2 separate regions of the Cricetulus griseus genome follow, and region 1 is linked to region 2. A link is a contact called in public Micro-C data. All regions are on one chromosome and are shown on one strand. Each heading gives the region's core, a stretch centred on a gene start, on an enhancer-like site or on the middle of the called end of the contact. The rest is flanking DNA. Distances are from core to core; before and after follow the strand shown.

Region 1 (4,504 bases), core at 264-2,763, 590 kb before region 2:
GTAGCTAATCCAATAAAACCTAAGGGAGTTTCCATCTTGCCAATAGGTGGTATGCACGGGCGGGGGGGGGGGGGCGGGGGAGAGAAAGCAGAGAGAGCCACAGACTTTGTAGTTTTTGGAGGATGCACTTCAGGTCTGTGAAGTGTTTATGAAAAGCTGTAAAGCAATTTTTGCCATGAATGGTCTTATCTACCATTTCTAATTTTTAATTATTTTTTTAAGAATCTGGAAGTAAATAAAGACCCTCCTTTAAGAATCAAGGGATTCCAAGCCCAGATAGGATTATGCATAGGGTGTAGAGAAAGTAACTTGGTGGAAAACACAGGAGGAAAGATGCCGTTTCCCAAAGCCATAGGCAGTCCTGGTCCTGCCAATGAACAAGACAGGATGAGTGGGCCTTCCTACAGAGGGCAGCTCCCAGACGGCATCATGTCCTTTGCAGCCTTCACCTCCAGAAGGTTCCTGCATTGGCTTCTCAATGTGCTGGGATTCATACATTTGGAAGGTGATGGAGAGCAGTGTCTCTTGGCTTTCTTCTTAGTCTTTAAAAGTTTTATTTATTTTATTTTATGTGTATGAATGCTTTGCCTGCATGCATGTATGTGCATTACGTGTGTGGCCATTGAATCCTTTGGATCTGGGGTTGTGAGTCACCATGGGGGTGCTGGGAATCACAGGTCCTCTGCAAGAACTGACAAGTGCTGTTTTTTATCACAAAGGAAAAGCAACATCCTGATGCTACTTTTTCCCTGACAATTCTAGGATGATGTGGTACCACAACAAATAGAGACCCTCAACAGTACAGTCAGTCAGGAGGCTGCCTGGGGTAACGATATCCCCGTTCTCTTAAAGCAGGTGAAACCGCCTCCCAGAGAAACTACATCCGGCATTTCTGGAGCACAGGATGTTGACTTGGCCTTAAAGATCCAGCTGCTGCCAGGGCTGGGAGAAGAAGAGAGAATGTGGTCCATATGTGGAGTTTCTTTCCACAGGGTTTTTGTGCCCTGAATGCCCTCCTCATCCACACGGATTAGGGGTGGTCTGAGGAGTCCACAATGGAGATGAACTGATAATGCTGCCTGAGCACCCTGGTACCTGACCCTCTGCTGTAGTGGCTTGCAGTCCAGAGCTGGCAGGCTGCCTTTCTCGCCTCTGTCCTTAAATGAATCTACTCTGTAGCCACATATAGGTATCTGGGGGCTTCTCCCAATGTAGGATCGGGGGCTTCCGGAAGGACTGGATCAGAACAGGAATCTTGAATAACAGCTGGATACTAGAACCAAAACCTGGAGAGAAGGTTCACCAGAGCTGGGCCTTTCCTCTCAGAGGGGAAATGACCCCTTGGCACCCCGCTCTTGGATCTTTGACAGTTGAGTATTTATGTGGCCGCTAAAAGACTGCACCGGAGAGGCTGACCTCTCTTGGTGTCCTGGCACCTCACCCCAATAGTCCAGCAGGGTGGGCAGCCGAGGATGCTCCCAGGACGTCACTGCAGTTGCCATCTCTCCCCACTAGATGTCTTCCAAGTTAATAGGAATTACAGAGCGCTGTCTGTCGTTGTGTCTGAGACTTGGTTTCCCCTGCCTCGTTTTGAAATCTGGAGTTCCTCTGGGAAAGCAAAACCTTGTCCTTTGTTTCTTTCTTGCTTTTTCTTTTATTTTTTCATATTTATTTATTTATTTTTATCCTTTGTTTCTAACAGCCCCTTTGTTGCCCTACTCTCCAAATCCTAGCTCTGGAAGCCAACTAGAATAAAATGCTGGCTCCCTGCCGGTCTGAGTTGCCCTGCTCACGCCTTTGGAATCTTTTTATGACCTTTGATGTGTTTAAATAACATGGCAAGGCTGAGCACACACCTCGGATTAAACTTTAATCGGCTGCAGTCAAGGTCGTCCAGGTGGTAAATGCGTTTCCTGTGACTTCTCCTAGCGGATACGGCAGGGTCCAAGGTCTGGGGGCACAGCCCTGGGCTTCTATCCTCACCTCCCACCTCTGCCTAGGATTGGGAGGGACGAAAGTGGGGCCACCCCATAGAGCTCCAAAGGAGACTAAGGAAATGGAATCGGACGTGGACACCCAGGGTGGGCTAATGACTGAAGTTATTATTTTTTTTTAATGGCTACTAAGAATAGTTAAAAACTCCAAGAGCCACTGCCAATTTCCCCTCCCCTCAGAGAGTGGTTGAAGTTCCAAAGTCATGGTCAATGCCTTGATTATTTCTCCCAGCATGGTTCTGCTTCCAGCCAATTGGAGTGGGGGTCCTCTGGTAATGACAGTTAAGTCAACTTAGCTGATTATACTGGAGGTTGCCAAGCTCATTCACATTGGATCAGGACCTAGAACTCAGGCTGTAGTTGCCCCTCTGTGGGCCATGCAAGGTTAGCTTTCACTTTGTTTGTTTTCTGTCTGAGTCACTGGGTCTGAATATAGCTTTCTGAGCCAATACACCTGTCAGTGGAGAACTGACTTACAAACCCAGGTCAGTGTGTACAGTGAAGCCTGTTTCTGTACTTTCAAAAAGTCCCCACTAACAGTGAGTTCTGGAAAAAAAAATGGGGTCAACTCATTGGCATGGAGATTCTCTCTCTCTCTCTCTCTCTCTCTCTCTCTCTCTCTGTCTCTCTCTCTGAGTGTGTGTGTGTGTGTGTGTGTGTGTGTGTGTGTGTGTGTTGTGATTTGTGATCAGCTGAATATGTTAGCTGTTGGGATTACACCTCTTCACAAAATGGGCCAAGAATCCCATTGGGAAATTTTCTTCTTTTATCAAGCTATACTTGGATTCAGGAAGGGCACTAAAATGAAGTGACTCAAAGCTTGGACCTTAGCTTTCCGGCATCTATGCAGACTTCCCTCTGGGATCAGTTCTCAGTCTGGGAATGAGCGTTGTGTTCATGACCGTGAAGAACTACACTGTCCTCAAAATAAATGCAAGCCTCATCTTTAACTTTCCCCATCCCAAATACTGGTAGGCAAGACCCCTAATGCTGCTCTAGAGTACAGGGTCCCATAGCTCATACCTATGGAAATAGTAAATATGAGTTGTGGGGGTGGTGCATGCTTTTGATCCCAGGCCTCAAAGCAGAAGTAGGTGGATTTCAGTGAGTGTAATGCCAACCTGATTCTCTCTCTCTCTCTCTCTCTCTTTATCTCTCTCTCTTGGTTTTTCAAAACAGGGATTCTCTGTATAGCTTTGGAGCCTATCCAACCTGAACTTCATCGGGAGTTCTAGGACTATCAATACATATAATGAACCCTGCCCAAATATTAATATTATTATTAATAAAAACAGCACATTTATATTTTTGTAAGGCCCTGTGCATGCTACACAAGTGCTTCACTACTGGACCATGTAGCCAACCAACTATTTAATAGGTTTTCTCCCAAGGTCAAGAAACTCTGTCTACTAAAATAGGGTTCTGAATCTTTGAGTTGGAGACAATATCATCACATAGTAAGTTAGTTTTAAAATTCCTTCTTCACAGAAGCTTCTGGGAGCTAGTAACACCACTCTATACCTTGATCTTTGTAGTAGTTCACAAGTGTGTACATATATAAAAAATCACTCAGCTGGGTATTTGAGATTTGTATACTTGGCTATATGTAAGTTATACAGCAATAAAAAAAATTTAAGTGTTTCCTCATAACGACCTGTGAAGTAGGTCCCGGGGTTATTATAATCATCTCCATTTTACAGACCACGCAACTAAGACTCAAGGGAAGCTAGAGAGACCCAGGCCTCTGCGGATGAAAATAACTACCTAGGCGTCTTTCTTCAGGCTTGCTGCTCTGCCATCACCCAGTTCTTCCTCCTCTCCTAGGTTCCCCAGGTAGCAGGAAGCTCAACCTAGAAACGGGTTTGCAGGATGGTTTCAAGGCAAGAACTCAACAGTCTGCCCCTTCAATTTTCTTAGTTCTCGGGTAGAGAGACGATGGGATGTACTTGGTGCCCAGAGCCTTGAGGCCTAGAGGGCCCTACTAGCATCCTTCTATAATCAGGAAGCCATGCTCCCAGGGCTCAGAATGCATTTTCTTTGTATAGTCTCTGGTCTCTGTTGGCGTTCCGAGGGGCTGGGAGACCTTACCCTGCCAGCCTCACTCTCCAGCAGCTTCCCACCCCCCATCCCCCCACCATTTTTTTTCAAAAGCACTACCGAAATGAGGTGAGGGGTGTTCTGAAATAACGGCAGGCTGCAGTTGGATAGCCAAGGACCTCGAAAGAGATTGTTATTTATTCCAGGCACAGCCGCAAAAGGCTTCCAAAAATATCGAGCGGAGATATTTTATCGTTCAGTCTGTCTGCAGCCCGTAATTATGCGTTCAAGATGTTTAATGTGTGCAAATGCATTAGCTGCTTTCGCTGGTTGAAAACCTTAGCTGGGGGCACGGGAAAGGCAAATCTGGAGATAGTTATGTCGTACAGTCGCAAACATTATTCTGCCCTTACTGTAAACGGCCGGGCTACCTTTATGAGAAGTCAGGAAAACTTTTAGAAGGAATAGCCTAG
Region 2 (4,175 bases), core at 1,529-4,028:
CCACTCCAGCCAACATTTCCCTCTGTGTGTGAGCACCAATTCCAGCCATAAGAAGGTCATAGAATTCAGCACTTGGTCATTTCTATTTTCTTGTACTGCTTCAAGTATGTTAATACTACTTCACTGGGGGATCATGAGGCTTCTGAAGAGCAGAGGTCATGTGATCGGTATCTCTGCAATATCACCAGCAAAGGGGGGATGTCAGCAGCTTACAGAGGGTGCTGGCTGAGGACTGGAACTACCCGTATTCTCTAGTGCTTGGACTCTTCTGTGTCACTGACCCAGCCAGGTAGTTCTGAGCATGCAGAGCGTGGGAGCTGACAGCAGACTTGCCAGAAGCAAATTTCCACTTTCTGTATAAATTGATGTAGATAACCTGTTAGCTTTAGCTTTCGAACATAACTAGGGCATAGAACCTCACAGCAGAATAGTGATAGCTTAAGGAGAGAAAAAACCAGTGGGATTTAACATGAAGTGCTGTGAAATGTGAGAAACGGCATAAATTACTGAAAAGGAATGCCTGAGCCTGATTCAAATTTCATTATTGCAAACAGTCTAAACATGGCCCTGGTGAAGTCATCTGGCCAGCTCGATCTCTGCCTGTAGATTCTTCTTTCTCAGGCACACAGAGCTGGGAAAGGAGCACAGCTGACTACAGGACAGCTGCTTAGCAGGGAAGGAGGCAGTGCTGAAACACAGGCAAGGATCTTAAATACTATCCGAGGAGGAGGAGGAGAGTGTCTCATTGGTGCAGGTTTTAAATCATATTTTGCCGAATTAAAATTTTTGAGCATAGGGAAGGAACAGATTTTGGATCTGGAAGTTATGAATAGGGACTGAAATTGGAAAATTTGTGAAGCTAATCTCAGTAAGGGCTAAAGACCATTATGTTTGCTCATTCTCCAGTTGGTAATGAGTTAAACAAACAACAGCAACAACAACAAAAACCATTTAATTGTTACAAAAGTAAATGAAAATTGTAAGCCTATCAATCATGCAGTAAGCACGTGAGTGGCACATTCTGATTTTTGGTTGTGAGCCTAGCCTTTAACAGCACAGCCATCTCTCCAGCCCGAGTGGCACATTCTGTCACCATTAGATAATTAACAGAGTGAGGAGGCCACACTGTGATGGCAAGGCAGCACATGAACAGTAGCTTTATAGCACTTAAAGTGATGCTCAAGGTGCTGGGAAGCAAGCACAGGCACAATGAGGTCACACTTTTGGTGGGCCTGGAGGAAGATCCAGCCTGGGTGATCACGTTGTTCAATTTTACCTATGTTGTTTGTTAATAATCACCGGTCAACTGTTTCAAGCAGAACCGACTGGAAATGGACTCAACTGTTAGGATACTATTAAAGATGAGGCACAGAGAGGAGAATTCGCTCCTTGTTCCCAGTAGGTGACTGATAAGTGACTGTGGAGGCTCTCCTCCTCTTGTAACTGCTTGTACCTTGGAATCCTCACCTGCTGCTCACACAACCCAAGCAATGGGACAGTTCATAGCCTTAGAAGTTCTCTCTGTTGGAGGAACTGCAAGTGCTTCTGGCCTCTACCTCGGACTCACCAACCCCTTACTGTACGTTACATTCAATATAACACTAAAGTGCTGAGACAGTTTGATTTTGAGGCTTCAGTCTCATTTGGTGACCCATGCCTCTTGGGGCACAAAATTACGTCTGTCGTTAAAACTTCATCAAGTAATAATTTTACTATGATTGTTAACATAAATAGCAGCAGTAAATAAGTACACACACACACACACACACACACACACACAGATCTGTTTTTGTTCTCTCCAGAGAATCAGGGTTTAGCTTTGATCGATGAAGTCAGGATGCCATTCCCATCGCTAACTGCCTTGGCCTGCTTTCCTTTGCTTTAGAATTAGCATATTCCTAGCTAAACAGTGGCAACAGACCCACTTCCAATGTAAGGTCTCACACAGAAGTGAGGTCTAAACGGTCAGGTATCACATGGCCGGGCAGGTGTGTTTCTGCCTTCTGCTGTTTTTTCTTTTTCCACGAACAATAGAAGAAAAAACTGTTCTTGTGAAAATTAATTGAATTCTGTCCAGACAAGGAAAGGAGTTGCTTATGAAGAGATGCCAGGCTCCCCCTTCCCTCCAGGAAGAAGTCCTCCGGCAAGCCACTTCAGCCCATCAGTCTCAGCAGCACAGGACAACTTTGTCATTTGACCTATGTGCCCCTCAGCTTCCCAGCAACAGTACAGGTATGGCCTGCTAAGATATACCGCCATAATATGATCGCAGGGAAAATATATGGTGTAATACAGAACAGTCTAAATCCTCTAAGTGGAAAAAGACATAAACGACCATTTTAATTACTTTCCTCATGTAAAACGCAGCTGTAGTAATGTTGGCAGGTCTCACCTGCCCTGTTTTAAATCTGTGACATGAAATCATGCCACTTAATTAAGTCTTAATGCATAAAAATATTTTTATTTACTTTTTATGGAATATCAGCATTTAAAGCTTTCTATTTATGTGTGTAAGTGCGCTTTATAAATTACTTGAAATACTGAAGGGGAAAAAATTGACTACTACTAATCAGGAGTTATAGGTACCAGTTTCAGTTTCATTAATTAAATGCCTTTTCGGTGGACTCCTGCTGCTGTGTGAACTAGCTCTAGGCTATGAAAGTAATGAGTCCGGACAGAGTCATCTGATCTCACTCTTGGTGCAAAACTCGGGAAAAGGCCTTGCCCACAATTCCTAGCCTGTTTACCAGACTGCAAGCAGACTGGCTGCTGGAAGCATTAAGAAGCCTCAGGGCTTCCCCCCTCCCCCTTCAGCGGGTTCCCAGTCGCTGCTTTTTATAAGGATTGGACTCAGAAAAGATGGTATTATAGCGCCCTCTGCAGGCCACATGCTTGCCAATCACTTGCCAGCGTGGCTTTTCATCCGTCTGTCACGACTATCAAAACTTAGAGTCAGACCTCACTGGAAGGACATTTCGTAAGGGCAGGCTGACACTGGTCATCCCAAAATGCCCTAGAAAAGAATTAATTTGTTAACTTGTTCAGGATGCAAATTTATGTCTTCAAATCTTATGTTGTTTTCATTGTCAGCGCACTAAGAATTCTTAAGGTCTGGGAGAATACCGGGCTCTGAGTGGTTCACAGAAAATGTCACTCATACCCTGCCTGGGCTAGGAAAGCCTAGTTAGGGAGAAGAAACTAGAAGTCAACTGTGTGGACAACCTGAGATGCCCTCAACCAAGTTTTCATCCCAGTGAAGTGGCAGCTTACGAAATGCAGTGCTTTTCTCAGTGTTTTAGGGAACGTAGCGTGAACTTTACAGGGCATTTTATATTGGTTTAAATGTCCGAGATGGGATATATATAAAACACTGCTGAAAGGAAAGAAAGCTACTTACAAAGATGACCATGGACAGACGTCTCACAATTGAGAGCATTTACTGTTCTTTTAGAGCACCCGAGTTCAGGTCCCAGCACCATGTCACGTGACTCAAAACTGCCTGTATCTCCAGCTCCAGGGGATCAGAAGCCTTCTTCTGGCCTCTGAAGGCACCAACACACATTTGGTGTGACACTCACCCAGGTATATATACATAAATAAATATTTTATAAAAAAGACTTTTTTGGGTGTTGTGAGCCTAGTGTTCAAGGCCAGCCTGGTCTACAGAGCGAGTTCCAGGACAGCCTCCAAAGGTACCCTGTCTTTAAAACAAACAAACAAACAAAACGTCTTTTTTTTTTTAAAGATAAAAATCAGGAAGACAACAAGAAAACAGAAGAAGGCCAGCCACATTTCCCAGACCACACTGTCAAAATAAACAACAACTTATTTTATAGGTCTAGCTATACCTACAGCCTAGGTGGCCTTGAACTCAGGGTCGGTCTTCCTGCTCTCAAACTGCCAGGATGACAGGTGTGTGCCACCACAGCTGGTCTGACAACCTCTCAGAGGACATGTTTTTCAAAAATATTTTCAAGTCAGCACAAGTGCTAAATTAAGGTCCTAAGTTACTTTTGTTAGCAGTTAGGAGCATTCTTTTTTTTTCCCCTGAAGTTCTGGGGACTGAACTCTGTGATTCATGTTGTGTAAACACTCTTATCAGAGAGCAGTTAGCCCATATAGTCCCTTCCAGTGAGGCCATTCAGTCTAGGGTAATTTATAAACCTCTTGAATCA

What was found. Hi-C and Micro-C count contacts between places; a contact is called where the count stands out from the background.
Region 1: a Micro-C map of the CHO-K1 cell line shows a contact between it and region 2, with 3 times the contacts expected there. The contact joins two enhancer-like sites. A contact is called at or near these places in 4 of 8 Hi-C or Micro-C datasets (the CHO-K1 cell line, fibroblasts and liver).

Annotation. Positions count from the first base shown.
Region 1 is chr8:89,072,685-89,077,188 of CriGri-PICRH-1.0, reverse strand. No RefSeq gene overlaps it. Among named protein-coding and RNA genes, the nearest start is that of Hoxa11, 25 kb to the left of the region's middle. Within about 2 kb of position 1,513, at least 1 of the 6 cell types and tissues checked has open chromatin away from gene starts, as enhancers often do.
Region 2 is chr8:88,485,999-88,490,173 of CriGri-PICRH-1.0, reverse strand. The region is part of intron 2 of Jazf1 (juxtaposed with another zinc finger protein 1); the gene reads right to left. Among named protein-coding and RNA genes, the nearest start is that of Mir1285, 91 kb to the left of the region's middle. Within about 2 kb of position 2,778, at least 1 of the 6 cell types and tissues checked has open chromatin away from gene starts, as enhancers often do.